4 separate regions of the Mus musculus genome follow, and regions 1, 2 and 4 are each linked to region 3. Evidence: chromatin contacts called from public Hi-C and promoter capture Hi-C data. All regions are on one chromosome and are shown on one strand. Each heading gives the region's core, a stretch centred on a gene start, on an enhancer-like site or on the middle of the called end of the contact. The rest is flanking DNA. Distances are from core to core; before and after follow the strand shown. Region 1 holds the start of Ankrd9 (ankyrin repeat domain 9). Region 2 holds the start of Rcor1 (REST corepressor 1). Region 3 holds the start of Ppp2r5c (protein phosphatase 2, regulatory subunit B', gamma). Region 4 overlaps Exoc3l4 (exocyst complex component 3-like 4).

Region 1 (2,700 bases), core at 152-2,651, 530 kb before region 3:
TAATACAGGTGAAGAATAACAGGAAGTCTCCATGTGTGCACGTGTGTATGTGCGTGTGTGTACACGTATGCCTGCTTAAGTCTACTCAAAGGAGCCAGGTGAGAGAGACTCCAGCTTAAAGTCCCTTAGCCCCTGCTGGCACAGAGGAGCCAAGAGGGTTGAAGGCTGTATACACATTTGCTCTGAGGTAGGGGAGGGGAGGTTGCTTTGAAGGTGCTAGCTGTCTGCTGGACAGAGGCAGGAGGAAGGGCTTGGATGGAGGCTGCAGGAACCCTTGGCCCTAACTGAGCCTCTAAGGGCATTGTGGAAAAGAAACTGGCCGTGCCTGTGAATGGAGTTTGGAACTATTTCATCAGGGGGATCCTTGCCTCTGGTAAGGTGGGGTGAGAGTCCCAAGGTCCAGGCGTGGCAGCTTTCATCTGTGCATTTGGAATGGACTTGGCACTCCCACACCCCTGATGAAGTCAGGGGCTCCCTCAGGCTCTAGGGTCAGCCATGGGAAGGCTAGAACATGCTCCCAGTTCTGCCTGAGTGAAAAACAGCCCCAAAGTGTACCTTTCTTTGGACAACCGACTCTCTCTCTCTATCTCTCTGTGTGTGTGTGTTTTGAGATAGGGTTTCTCTGTAGTCCTGGCTGTCTTGGAACTTGCTTTCTAGACCAGGTTGGCCTTCAGTTCAGAGATCCACCTGCCTCTGCCTTCTGAGTGCGGGGATTAAAGATATGTGCCAACTCACACTGGACTTAAATAACTATCTACCTCATAGCAGGCATCATAATTCTGCCCCCCCCCCTTTTCTCCTGTGTTAGTGGTAAAGTCAAAGTGAAAGAAAGCGTTTAGCCCAGAAGACGACACAATAGGCACTATAAACAGCTCTTATACACGCATGCATCCATGCCTTTCTTTTGAGATTGGAGCCGAGGCTAGCCATGCCAGGGCGTTGGCAGGGCAGAGCAAGGTTCAATAGTTTAAGGGCTCAGTCCTATTCTAGGCCTTCCCACACGCAGATGGGGTAACAGCTGGATGTTTCCCCAAGGTCAGTGAGGGTCAGAGCAAGGGAAGCCCAGAGCAGGACTCTTGCAGCAGCCGCAAGCGCAAGCCAGGGAGCCTATTCTTGTGTGCAGTCTAGGACCGCACAGATCCAGCTCCAGGAGCCTGCCGGGACTCGCCCCGCCTCCATCACGTCCCGCCCTCCAAGCTCTGCCCGGTGCCCGGCATCTCTCACCACCCCTCCCCACCCCGCCACCTCGGGGCCCTCAAGTTTCTCCGAAGTTTTCCGCGGGTCCCTCTGAGAGTCCCGCCCCCTGGCCCGTGACGCAACAATGGTGCAGCGCGACGACCAATGGGTAGCGGCGGGGGCCGGCGGCGTGAGCCAATGGCGGCGGCGGCCCGTCCCGCGGTCCTGCCCGGCCCCGGCCGCACTGCGCCGCCCGCCGCCCTCCCCTCGGCGGCACCAGCACCGGCATCGGGAGACGGTGTCGCGGCGGCTCAGAGTGCAGCGGGCGCTGCCTCCGCTCCCGGCGTCGTGGGATCTCTGTCTGCTCGCCCGTGCATGGACGGCGCGCGCTCCGGCCCGCCGCAGGGACAGGGTCGCGCGGCTTGGTGAGTCGCCTGCCCCGAGCGCCCCGGTGCGCAGGTGCAGCCCCTGATCCTGGCCACCGGCCCGCAGACACTCGGGCGCGCCCCGGGAGGGGTCAGGGAGGATCTGGCCGGCGGCCCAAGCTCCAGTCACAGAGCCGCGGCCGTGACTCTGCCCAGTGACGTGGGGCGGCCGAACTTTACGTAACCCGCCCGGCACCCCACGCGTGCCCACACAGTGCATCTGGGGCGCAGGGGGCCCAGGTTCCGGGAGGAGCTGCAGTCATGCCAATCCCCTCAGAGGGGCGTCTGCCGCAGCCCACTCTATAGTGCTCACCTCTGTAACCCAGTTAATGGTCATGACACTGTGGACGAGGCCCTCTGGCTGTCCCAGGTCCCTTGTAACCTAGAGCTTACCCTTGCTGGAGGCAGTAGGGCTCTTGGGCAGGGAGACCAAGGGTGAATGGCCAGGGCTCAGGTTTGAGGCTTGGGACCCAAGGTGGAGGTAGGGTTTTTAAACTGGGGTCTGCAGTGTATGGAACGGCCCTCAAACAGAACGCAGGAGACCTAGGCTCTTGTCCTGGCTCAGCCTGACTTGGTGACTGACCTTGGACTAGCTTGTCCCCCGTTGAAAAGTGAGATGGCAGTATCGGCCTCATGTGGATGGACCTCGAGAGGACTGCAGGTGGTGTATGCTCCAATCCCCCCACTGACTTCACCTTTTCCCTCCTCCCAGGAGCTCCTTCCTGATGGGCAGGAAAATTGTTTGTGGATAAAAGAGCCAGAGCCACTTTCCAACTCTGGCTGCGGGCGGGCGCACTGCCAGCCCTGGGCCACCACTTTCTTGTTGATGAGGTTTGGTGTGTTAGAGTGAATACCTGCATCTACAGAACCCAGGGCCGCCTGCAGGAACCAGGTAGGTCTAAGTGAATAATCTCCACGACCCTCCTGGAAAGAAGTTTGAGTAGTCTCTTGGGGTCAGGGTAGAAGTAGAGTTGGGGCTGGATTTGGGGGTGTGAGGGTGATTTGGGCTCAACTTGTGCTGTGAGCCTGAGTCTTCTGCGATGTCCCATGGGTTCCTCTTTATTTGCAGTTGGAAGGACCTGGCTCAGGTGTGAAAGGA
Region 2 (2,700 bases), core at 24-2,523, 590 kb before region 3:
GAAACACACATTTACAAACAGATCTTAAAATAACAGCCACAAGTCGGGCTCTCTTATCTAGACAGATGCTCTCTGGAAAGCACACTTCTTTTATTACCTGATTGGGGTGGAGGGACAGGAAGATCTTTACTCCACCAGCCCTCGGGATGGGATGGGATGGGATGGGATGGGATGGGATGGGATGGGACAGGATGGGACCGGACGGGACAAGACGGGATGAGAGTCAAGAGGCAATAAGAGCGTAGGGTTGGCAGGGTAACGCTAGGAGCCAGTTTGAAGTAAGAAGTCTCTGCGGAGCCCTGGGTCCGAGCGCCCCAGGACGCCAACTCTCCAGCACTGCCACCCGGGATCCCGTCCTAGCTCCGGTACACCACACCTGGAGGCAGAGACATCCCACTCCACCCCGGCCAGGTGTGGCTTTCTCAGAGCCGGGGGACACTGCGGGCCCAGTGCTGTCCCCACCGGAGCCCATGGCCTCCCCGCACCCGAATCTGCAGCACACTCGTGTGCGAGCGTGCCGCGCCGCCTGCCCTCGCGCCCCGTGTGCCCCCGCGGACCGAAGGCCAACACGCACAAAAAACAAAGTTGTCTCCCGAGCTCCCGTCACTCGCTACTCACCAGGATCGAAGTCGGGCACCGCCGCTTGGTACTGGGGTCCCACCCGCATGCCACCGCCACCTGCGGGGAAGCAGAGCACGGCGGTCAGCGCGGGCGCGGACACGGGCCGGGCGCGGGGGCGGCTGCCACCTACCGTGCTCCTCGTCGCTGGACGAGCCCGAGCTGCCTTCCTCCCAGGAGTTGCTGCCGCTGTTCCCGTTGGGAGCCGCCGCCGCCAAACTTTTATTCTGGCCATTATTGGGGGCGGCGGCGGCCGAGGCGGCGGCGGCGGCCGAGGCGGAGGCGGTGCCGGCCGAGGCGGCGGCTGAGGCGGCGGCCGAGGCGGCCGAGGCGGCGGCCGAGGCTGCGGAGGCCGCCGTGTTCCTCCCTCGCCGCTTCCCTGAGACCTCGGGGCCCTTCTCCACCATGGCCGGCATCGGCGGGGCCCGGGGCCGGGCCAAAGTGACGGGGACCCCGGCTCGCGAGGCGCGGGCGGCGGGCCGCGGGCAGGGGGCGCAGGTGGGCGCCGGGCCGGGCGGGCGAGCGCGCGGGATCCGCTGGCGGGAGTTGGGGCTAGAGGAGGCCCAGACGGGCGGAGCAACGAGCCGCCTCAAGCCCCCGATGCCGAACGGAGCGCAACTTTGGCTCTCATCGCCGCCCGCACTTCGCTGGCTCTAACTACTCCGGGAGCCGCGGGCGGGGGGGAGGGGCGGAGCCTGGGGGGGAGGAGGGCCGCGCACAGCCTAACCCGTCGCTCGCAAGCTCCGCCCCTGCGAGCTTCCATTGGCTCTCACGGGATCCGGGCGGCAAGCAGGGGCATGGTAGGTCTCTGTGCGCGTCCGTCAGGCCACGGGGGCGGGATCACGGGAAGGAGGGGGAAGGTTCTGTGCTTCCGTTGGCCAGGTTGGGTTGACGCGTATCGCCCACTGTACGTGGTTTGAGGTTTGCGATCGCTTTACGCCCCATGATCCATCTCTCGAGGCAACAGCGAGGAGTTAGCCCCCTCCCCCTCCCCAGCGCCCCGCTCCCTCCGCTCGCACCCTGTGGGCCCCGCGCCACCTCCCCCGGGGATCCCGCCGAGCGTCCCATCGGCTTCCCAAAGTGAATGTGCCCGACGCGAGAACAGAAATCGCGGGCAAGGTCGGGACTACTTTCCCCCTCGCGCGGAGGAGTACGCGCACAGTTTGAATGGGTTCTATACAAAGAGGGGAAACTAATTGGAAGAAACTAATTGCGCCCCCGCGTCGCCCAGGGGCGATCGAGATGTACTAGAGCAAGGGAACCTGGGGACGAGGCTCTCAGGTGGCAGTGTCCCCCGAGGGAAGGAAAGCGGTTGTGCCTGGAGACGATGGAGCTCCCCGCTAATTGGGTTGGGGGCCACCGGCTCCCCACGTTGCCTGAGGGGCCGAGGGAGGAGTCGGGATGTTCGGCCGGGGAGGGCCTCGAAGCCGTCGGGGTGAGGGGAGGTGCCGAGTGGCCCCGGGACAGCAGGAGGGACATAGATCGACTAGGGGCCCCACCGCGAGGGGGAAAAAGAAGGAGCTTGAGTCCCCAGCTCGGTAGAAGAGGAGGGTCACTTCCCGAGACCCGGGCCCTTCCCCCAGCCCGCAGGGCTAAGAGCCTGAACGCGGAGGAGTCGGTGACACCCAGCCCTGGGCGTCCTTGTCCCTGGAGTGATCAAGCGAGGGGCCCCGTCACTGCCTGACAGCTGCCTGTGGGGCTGGGTGGGCTGCCCCACCCCCCGCGCCAGCGACCAAACCTGGGGACTATAGGTGAAACCGTTTGCTTTAAATTAAAAATAAATAAATAAAACAGGAGATGGCTATTTTTCGTTTATATTACTTCAGACCTGGGCTTCATATGGGGACAGTTTTTACACCCGCTCAGGATATAAATAGCTACAGAGAGAAAACGAGAGTTTTATGGTTTGAAAGCCCGCATAAATAAGCAGGGGTTTCTCTTCCACGTTTTCTGCCCCGCGAATCATTTTAAACTTCACTGAAGTGACCATGGTCACTTCTAACTGGCCTTCAAGAACAGGGCCCAGAGCCTCCCGGTAGCAGATCCCTGCCCCCACCAAGTTCCTGTTCTTGCTCTTGGACT
Region 3 (2,700 bases), core at 134-2,633:
TCTATTAAGGATCACAGATTCCACCAAATGACCCAAGGGATCATTCCAGATATTCTTGAAATAAGCCAAAGCCAGGAAGCAAGAAAAGTCAGGATTCACCAAAGAGGATGGAGGAGCTTGTGGGAAAGGAAATAGAAGACTGTTTAAAAAAAAAAAAAAAAGTACCCAAATTAGAGCCACCAAAACACATCCACACTTAGTTGAAAAGGACCAGACATCAGCAGAAGAGAAGCTTGCCCAGGACACCAGTTCGAGGCTGCAGCAAGGAAAGCAAGGACCGTGGAAGTCACTGAGAGAGCCAGAGACACAGAAAAGGAACGAGGGGGCAGACCCTAAAGCTAGAGACTCCATTTAAGACCAGTTCACTGGGAGGGCTTGAGCTCTGTTAGAAGCCACAAAACTGTTTTTAAAATGTCAGTTTCGCTGTGCACACTTTAATAAAAGAGTGGGGGGGGGGATAAGTAACTCATAAGAAAAGACTTCAGAAACACTTTGGTTTGTAGAGCCTCCGTGTTAGACCCTAGATTAAAGGCTGATCAAGAATAACAATGAGCTTGTCCAGAGGTTACCTCTGTTTCTGCTGTATCTTGTCCTTCTTTTGGACCTTTTCCACTTTTCACCGGTTTTGGTGGTTCCTGGGAATCATCACAAAACAAAAACAAAAAAACAAAAACAAACAACAACAAAAAACCATTAGTGTTCTCAATATTTGGACCGCTAAGCATCAGCTCAAATGCAGTTTCTAAATTGATACATATCACTGAGAGCTTCTGATGGCTTTAATATGTCAGCAGCAAACTACATCATATTGAGTATATTCACAATACCAGCAGCCTTCAAATTCCGTTTCTCTTCATGTCTGTGTTGGGGGGCGGGGGAGGGAGGTGAAAACTCCAGGTAGGGACACGTAACCCCAGCTCTCGGCCCATCCCTTTCTCCCCTCCCACCCTTAAACCTCACAAGTGAGGGTTTCTGGGGCGAGTCCGGAACGCTCCAGCACCCCAGCCCCCGCCACGCAGAGCACTGCACGGAGCATCAGCCGCCACCCAGAGCGACCGCGGCACCTCAGCGCCACCTCAGAGCCTGAGCGGCCTCCCCAGCTCCATGCAATCCTGCCAGCGCCCTGGGCCCGCCCGCGAGCCTGGACGACCTGCCGCCCCGCCCCTACCCGCCGACGCGGGGACCCCAGACCCGGTCCCGGAGCCCCCGGCCCCGACTCACTTTCTCCTTCTTGTTTTTATTCGGCATGGCTGGTGCGGGCCGCCGCCGCCGCCCCTGCCTCCGCCCGCCGCCACTGCCGCTGCAGCAGCAGAAGCGCCCCCGGCCCGGCCGTCGCGCCGCCCCGGCCGCCGCCGCCGCCGCTGCAGCCGCCGCCCGGGGACTGAGTCGCTCGTCCGCTCTCGCTTCCCCTTTTCCAGGCTCCCAGAGGCTGCGGCAGCCGCGGCGGCGGCGGCGGCGGCGGCAGCGGCGGCGGCGTCTCTCCGCCCCTCTCCCGGCAGGCCCCGCCCCCGCCCCAGGCCCCGCCCCGCGCCGGCCCCACGCTGCCCTCTCCCCGCCTCGCCGCCCTCAACGACGCCACGCCATTGGCCGACACGGCCCCACGTGCCCTAACGCTCCGCAGCGTCGCCCCGCCCACTGCGCGGCCTGTCCCCACCCCCTCGGTGCGGACCGGCTCGTGTGCCGGGCTGTGAAGGTTTTGGTGGAGCCATCAGGGAGGGAGCTACTGGGGAGAGGGAGGCGTGTGCGGACAACGGAGGTGATAAAGTCACGGCCGCTGAGCCGGGACGGGGAGGAGAGCAAAGGACAGTGAGGAGCGGGAATGCACATGTGAGATGTATGGCGACTATTCTGTAGCCTTCCAGGCACGAAAAACTCTACCCCATAAGCCTGGTAGCGGTGACGCTCGTGCAGTGCGGAGGAGACCCGGGACCGCGCGAGCGGCGGTTTCCTTGGGCCATTAGGCCCCGCCCACGAAGGCAATGCTGCTGGCTCCGGGGTACGCTCCGCCCACCGCACGCCTCAGAGGCGGGGCTCGCCTCAGCCCCGCCTATAGAGTCCACGCCTCTCCTTTCGTCCCCGCCCACGCGAGCAAAGGAACTCTCCCCAGAGCAGACTCTGCCCACGGCGGTCCAAGTGTAGACTGCCTAGTTCCCCTGTGGTCCTGCACGCCGAAATTTCTCTGTTCCAGACTCACCCGCAAGGCAACCGGCTTCCCCAATGTAGGCACCGCCCACCTTACGTCTTAGGGATTGGATCCACCTAGGCCGAGCCCATCAGCTGCTCACTCTGAGACTCTACCTGCACACTGCCACCCATCGCCCCGGCCCACCAGGGAGGTAGTCAGATCAGTGTAGGCTTTTTTTCCGAGCCCATTACGTCTGAGCAGCCCTGCGTCTTTGTTATTCTTTAATTACCAGTGGTCGTTAGCCTGTGAGAAAACTGCATGAAGACCAGGGATCACTTGATTCTCTCACTTCTCTAGTAGCTCTTTATGAGGGAAGAAGCTAATTCGCTACTTATACAGTCCTGTTTTTGGAGTTGTCAGTGTCTGACATCCTATGCTAAGGGGGAGCACTCAGAAGGAAGACTGTAGGAGTGAACTGTTTCGAGTGCAGGAGACTTCAGGCGCTCACTCATGATTTAGGAGGTGCCTTCGTCATAAGCTTTGAGCCTGCTAGACAAACGCTGGAGACTTCAGCT
Region 4 (2,700 bases), core at 133-2,632, 980 kb before region 3:
ACATAAGCTAGTGTCAGGGTCAAGCCCAAAGCTACAGTGGCAGTCTGCTGGGGAACAGTAGAGTAAGAAAGCCATCACAGCCCCGTGCCATCAACTCTGTAAATCCTGGTTTGGCTCACATATTCCCTGGGAATTGGAGCCAACAATGAAAACAGGTCTCCAGCCTTTGCCTACAGGCTATAGACAAATTTCAAGTTGTCTAGGGAAGCAGGTGCACTGTCTCCTGGAAATGTACCCGAGGCATGGTTACCTTTCCACCTGTACACCACCACCACACAGTGACCTGGCAAATTTTATTGCTTGAGAGTCCCTCCTACATGAAACTAGAATACTGCAAGCTGCAGAACCGGTGCTCACGAGGGCTCAGGTGCCTAGCAAGAGGCTGAGGGCTGTCTACCCCTTCTGGGCAAGACCAACGTGGTGTCTGAGGCTAGGGACCCAGGGTGTGGGGTCTGCCTTTGCTTTGTTGTTGCTTTTAAAATGTATTTAGTTTTCCTTTATGCACACGTGTCTTGCCTGCCTGCATGTCTGTGTTCAGCACAAGCTCACACTCACAGAGGCCAGAGAGGGCGTTTGGTCCTCTGGAACTGGAGTTGAGGACGGTTGTTTATCGCCCTGTGGGTGCTGGGAGCACAACCTTTGAAGGGAGAGCCAAGGCTCCTGTTTTGATCTGCTGAGGCAGGCAGGGGCTTTTCCAGCTCAGGACTGGCTCGGTCCTCCCATACATTCAATCCAGCATCACCTCTCCCAACCAGCTTAGCTTGCCCAACCTTGTACACTATTTTAATTCACATTTATTTTTAGAATCCTCAGCTTCGCACTACAGTGTGGATGTGCTGAGCAGTTAGAAAGGGAAGCCTTCCCTGGCCTGAAGTCCTGAAAGGAGACTCCGCAGCCCCAAAAGACTCCCCCACAAATGCCCGGAATGCCTCATCTCCTGGCTCCTCTGGCTGAGCAGCCAGGCAGCTGAGACCAAAAATTCCATGTCCCCAGGCTTCAGTGCTGGGGGTAGGGCCAGAGTGACTCACTGGGCTCCCAACTTGGGGTCAGTCATGGAGAGGGTGACAGATCCTCGGCCAACGAGGCTCCTGCTCGCCCTTCAGCCCTAGATGCAGGTGATTAGCACGTCCACAGAGGTGGGCACTTCGATCTCCTCGAAGAGCACGTGGTGTGAGGGGAGCCTGGTCTCGTGGGCAGCCCTCAGCAAGTCTTGGGTGTGTTGCAAGAGATTCTGGTTCCGGCGGCGGCCGAGTCTGCGTAGTGCCAGAATGGCCAGAATGTGGTCTCGCCTGTAGAGACATAGGTTCCCCACTGCAGAGCGGTGCCCCCTGGTACCCTTCAGCTCTTGCCCCGCCCCCACCCCCGGGAGGGCAGGAACCCAGGCTTGGGAGGAAGTATGATTCAGCATTCCTGGAGCTGGATTAGGGAGGCTGAAAGGCTGGGACTATCCCAGGCTGCGAGGGGATGGGGCTCTAAAAGGAGGCAAGGAGGCGGGAGTGTGGGCCTGGAGGTGCACAGTAACTGGACCTAGAACACACAGACATGAGACAGGGGAGGGGGCATGCGCACAGCGGAAAGAAGCTCTGTGCAGAGGCAACGCAAGAACTCTGATCTAGGGAAGGCTCCAGAAACTGGCAGAATGCTAGGGAGGTAGAGGCCAGGCCAGGCCAGGCCAGGCGGCAGGTTGGGGAATGTCCTCACAGTGTGCAAGACAGAGCGTGGTGGGGGTGTAGGGTGACAGGTGAAGTGGTGGAGGGGTGGACGTGGGTGGAATAGGTACAAAGGGGCACCCTGAGTCACTGCGTCCCCACTGCTTCCCCGCAGCCATCCAAGACCACTTTTGGAGCCAGGGAGGAAGGGCCAAACACCAGTTGGGGAACCCCCGAGGAGCGGTAGGGAAACTGAAAACTTAGAAGGAACTAACGGGGTCGGGTCGTTGTTGTCCGTATTCAAAATCTACCAGAACAAACAAGCTGCGAGCAGCAAGGAGCCAGAGAAGGGGCTGGACCAGGGGCTTTCAGTGATCTTTCCATCCCGGAATCTCCGAGAGCACTGGAGAGAGCCAAGCCGGGATTTCCAAGGGCTCTGATGATTCACTGCCCCACACGAGCCTCCTCATGGCTGCCGAGGCCTCAGAGAGCTTCCAGAGAGGGTTTGAGCCCGAGAGTGGAGCCACGCCGTCCACAGATGGTGGAGAACACGAGGGAGGGGATGGTCCTCTTGCCTGCGGTCCCTGTGCGCCTTCCTCGCGGGCATGCGCACACGGGTCCGTCGCGGTTCGCTTCCCGACTAAGCCACAGTTCTCTCGGCCCTGACAAGCTCGCTCTTCCCTCCGTTCCACGCCTGCACTCACTTTGCTAAAGGCGCGAGTGCCAGGTTCCAGTGACCCCTGACTCTAGGAGGGAAGGAGGATCTGCTAACCTGATGTCCGGGTAGCTCCGTATAAGTGTTTCCAGGTGCCGCCGGATGTCGTCTTTGTATGTCTCGCCCAGGATCTCAGCCACAGACAGGATGGCTTGGTCCAGCCACTTGGCTTCAGAGCCCTAAGGAAACAGGGAGATATGTGCGTGGTTCATCTCCCCCAAGGAGTCTCTGCCTACAAACCTCTCCTGTAGTGCCCAGAAACACCCTTCCCGTGTGTCTGCCGCGGGTGGCTTGCCCATAAGAAGATTCCACGGAGTCAGGGAATAAGATTCCACA

The links. Promoter capture Hi-C pulls out the DNA fragments that hold promoters and counts their contacts. A called contact is a pair of places that touch in the nucleus more often than the background predicts.
Region 1: a contact with region 3 is called in a Hi-C map of muscle stem cells, with 3 times the contacts expected there. The contact joins the promoter of Ankrd9 here to the promoter of Ppp2r5c in region 3. A contact is called at or near these places in 4 of 39 promoter capture datasets (cranial neural crest, embryonic stem cells, neutrophils and 1 more), 5 of 484 Hi-C or Micro-C datasets (the Ba/F3 cell line, LSK cells, embryonic stem cells and 2 more), 5 of 115 datasets of contacts at active chromatin or transcription factors (astrocytes, embryonic limb bud, memory CD8 T cells and 2 more) and 2 of 9 other capture datasets (adipose tissue and liver).
Region 2: a promoter capture Hi-C map of pre-B cells shows a contact between it and region 3, with 4 times the contacts expected there. The contact joins the promoter of Rcor1 here to the promoter of Ppp2r5c in region 3. A contact is called at or near these places in 4 of 39 promoter capture datasets (the 3T3-L1 cell line, the C10 cell line, fetal liver and 1 more), 4 of 484 Hi-C or Micro-C datasets (CD4 T cells, embryonic stem cells, erythroblasts and 1 more), 7 of 115 datasets of contacts at active chromatin or transcription factors (T-cell acute lymphoblastic leukemia, bone marrow-derived macrophages, cardiomyocytes and 4 more) and 2 of 9 other capture datasets (adipose tissue and liver).
Region 4: a contact with region 3 is called in a promoter capture Hi-C map of the 3T3-L1 cell line, with 3 times the contacts expected there. The contact joins the enhancer-like site here to the promoter of Ppp2r5c in region 3. A contact is called at or near these places in 2 of 39 promoter capture datasets (the 3T3-L1 cell line and pre-B cells), 1 of 115 datasets of contacts at active chromatin or transcription factors (pancreatic cancer cells) and 1 of 9 other capture datasets (embryonic stem cells).

The regions. Positions count from the first base shown.
Region 1 is chr12:110,977,741-110,980,440 of GRCm38.p6, reverse strand. It overlaps Ankrd9 (ankyrin repeat domain 9), which reads left to right and starts at 1,401. Exons shown (of 3, transcript NM_175207.5): 1 at 1,401-1,601; 2 at 2,314-2,493.
Region 2 is chr12:111,037,940-111,040,639 of GRCm38.p6, reverse strand. It overlaps Rcor1 (REST corepressor 1), which reads right to left and starts at 1,273. Exons shown (of 12, transcript NM_198023.3): 1 at 752-1,273; 2 at 619-678. The coding sequence starts at 1,034.
Region 3 is chr12:110,445,907-110,448,606 of GRCm38.p6, reverse strand. Ppp2r5c (protein phosphatase 2, regulatory subunit B', gamma) reads right to left here and starts at 1,383. Exons shown (of 16, transcript NM_001373949.1): 1 at 1,222-1,383; 2 at 570-635. The coding sequence starts at 1,248.
Region 4 is chr12:111,429,258-111,431,957 of GRCm38.p6, reverse strand. It overlaps Exoc3l4 (exocyst complex component 3-like 4), which reads right to left. Exons shown (of 14, transcript NM_001289487.1): 13 at 2,422-2,543; 14 at 278-1,289. The coding sequence ends at 1,106. Among named protein-coding and RNA genes, the nearest start is that of Tnfaip2, 12 kb to the left of the region's middle. Within about 2 kb of position 1,382, at least 206 of the 459 cell types and tissues checked have an H3K27ac peak or open chromatin away from gene starts, as enhancers often do. A contact at or near this core is called in pancreatic cancer cells, where this site is marked.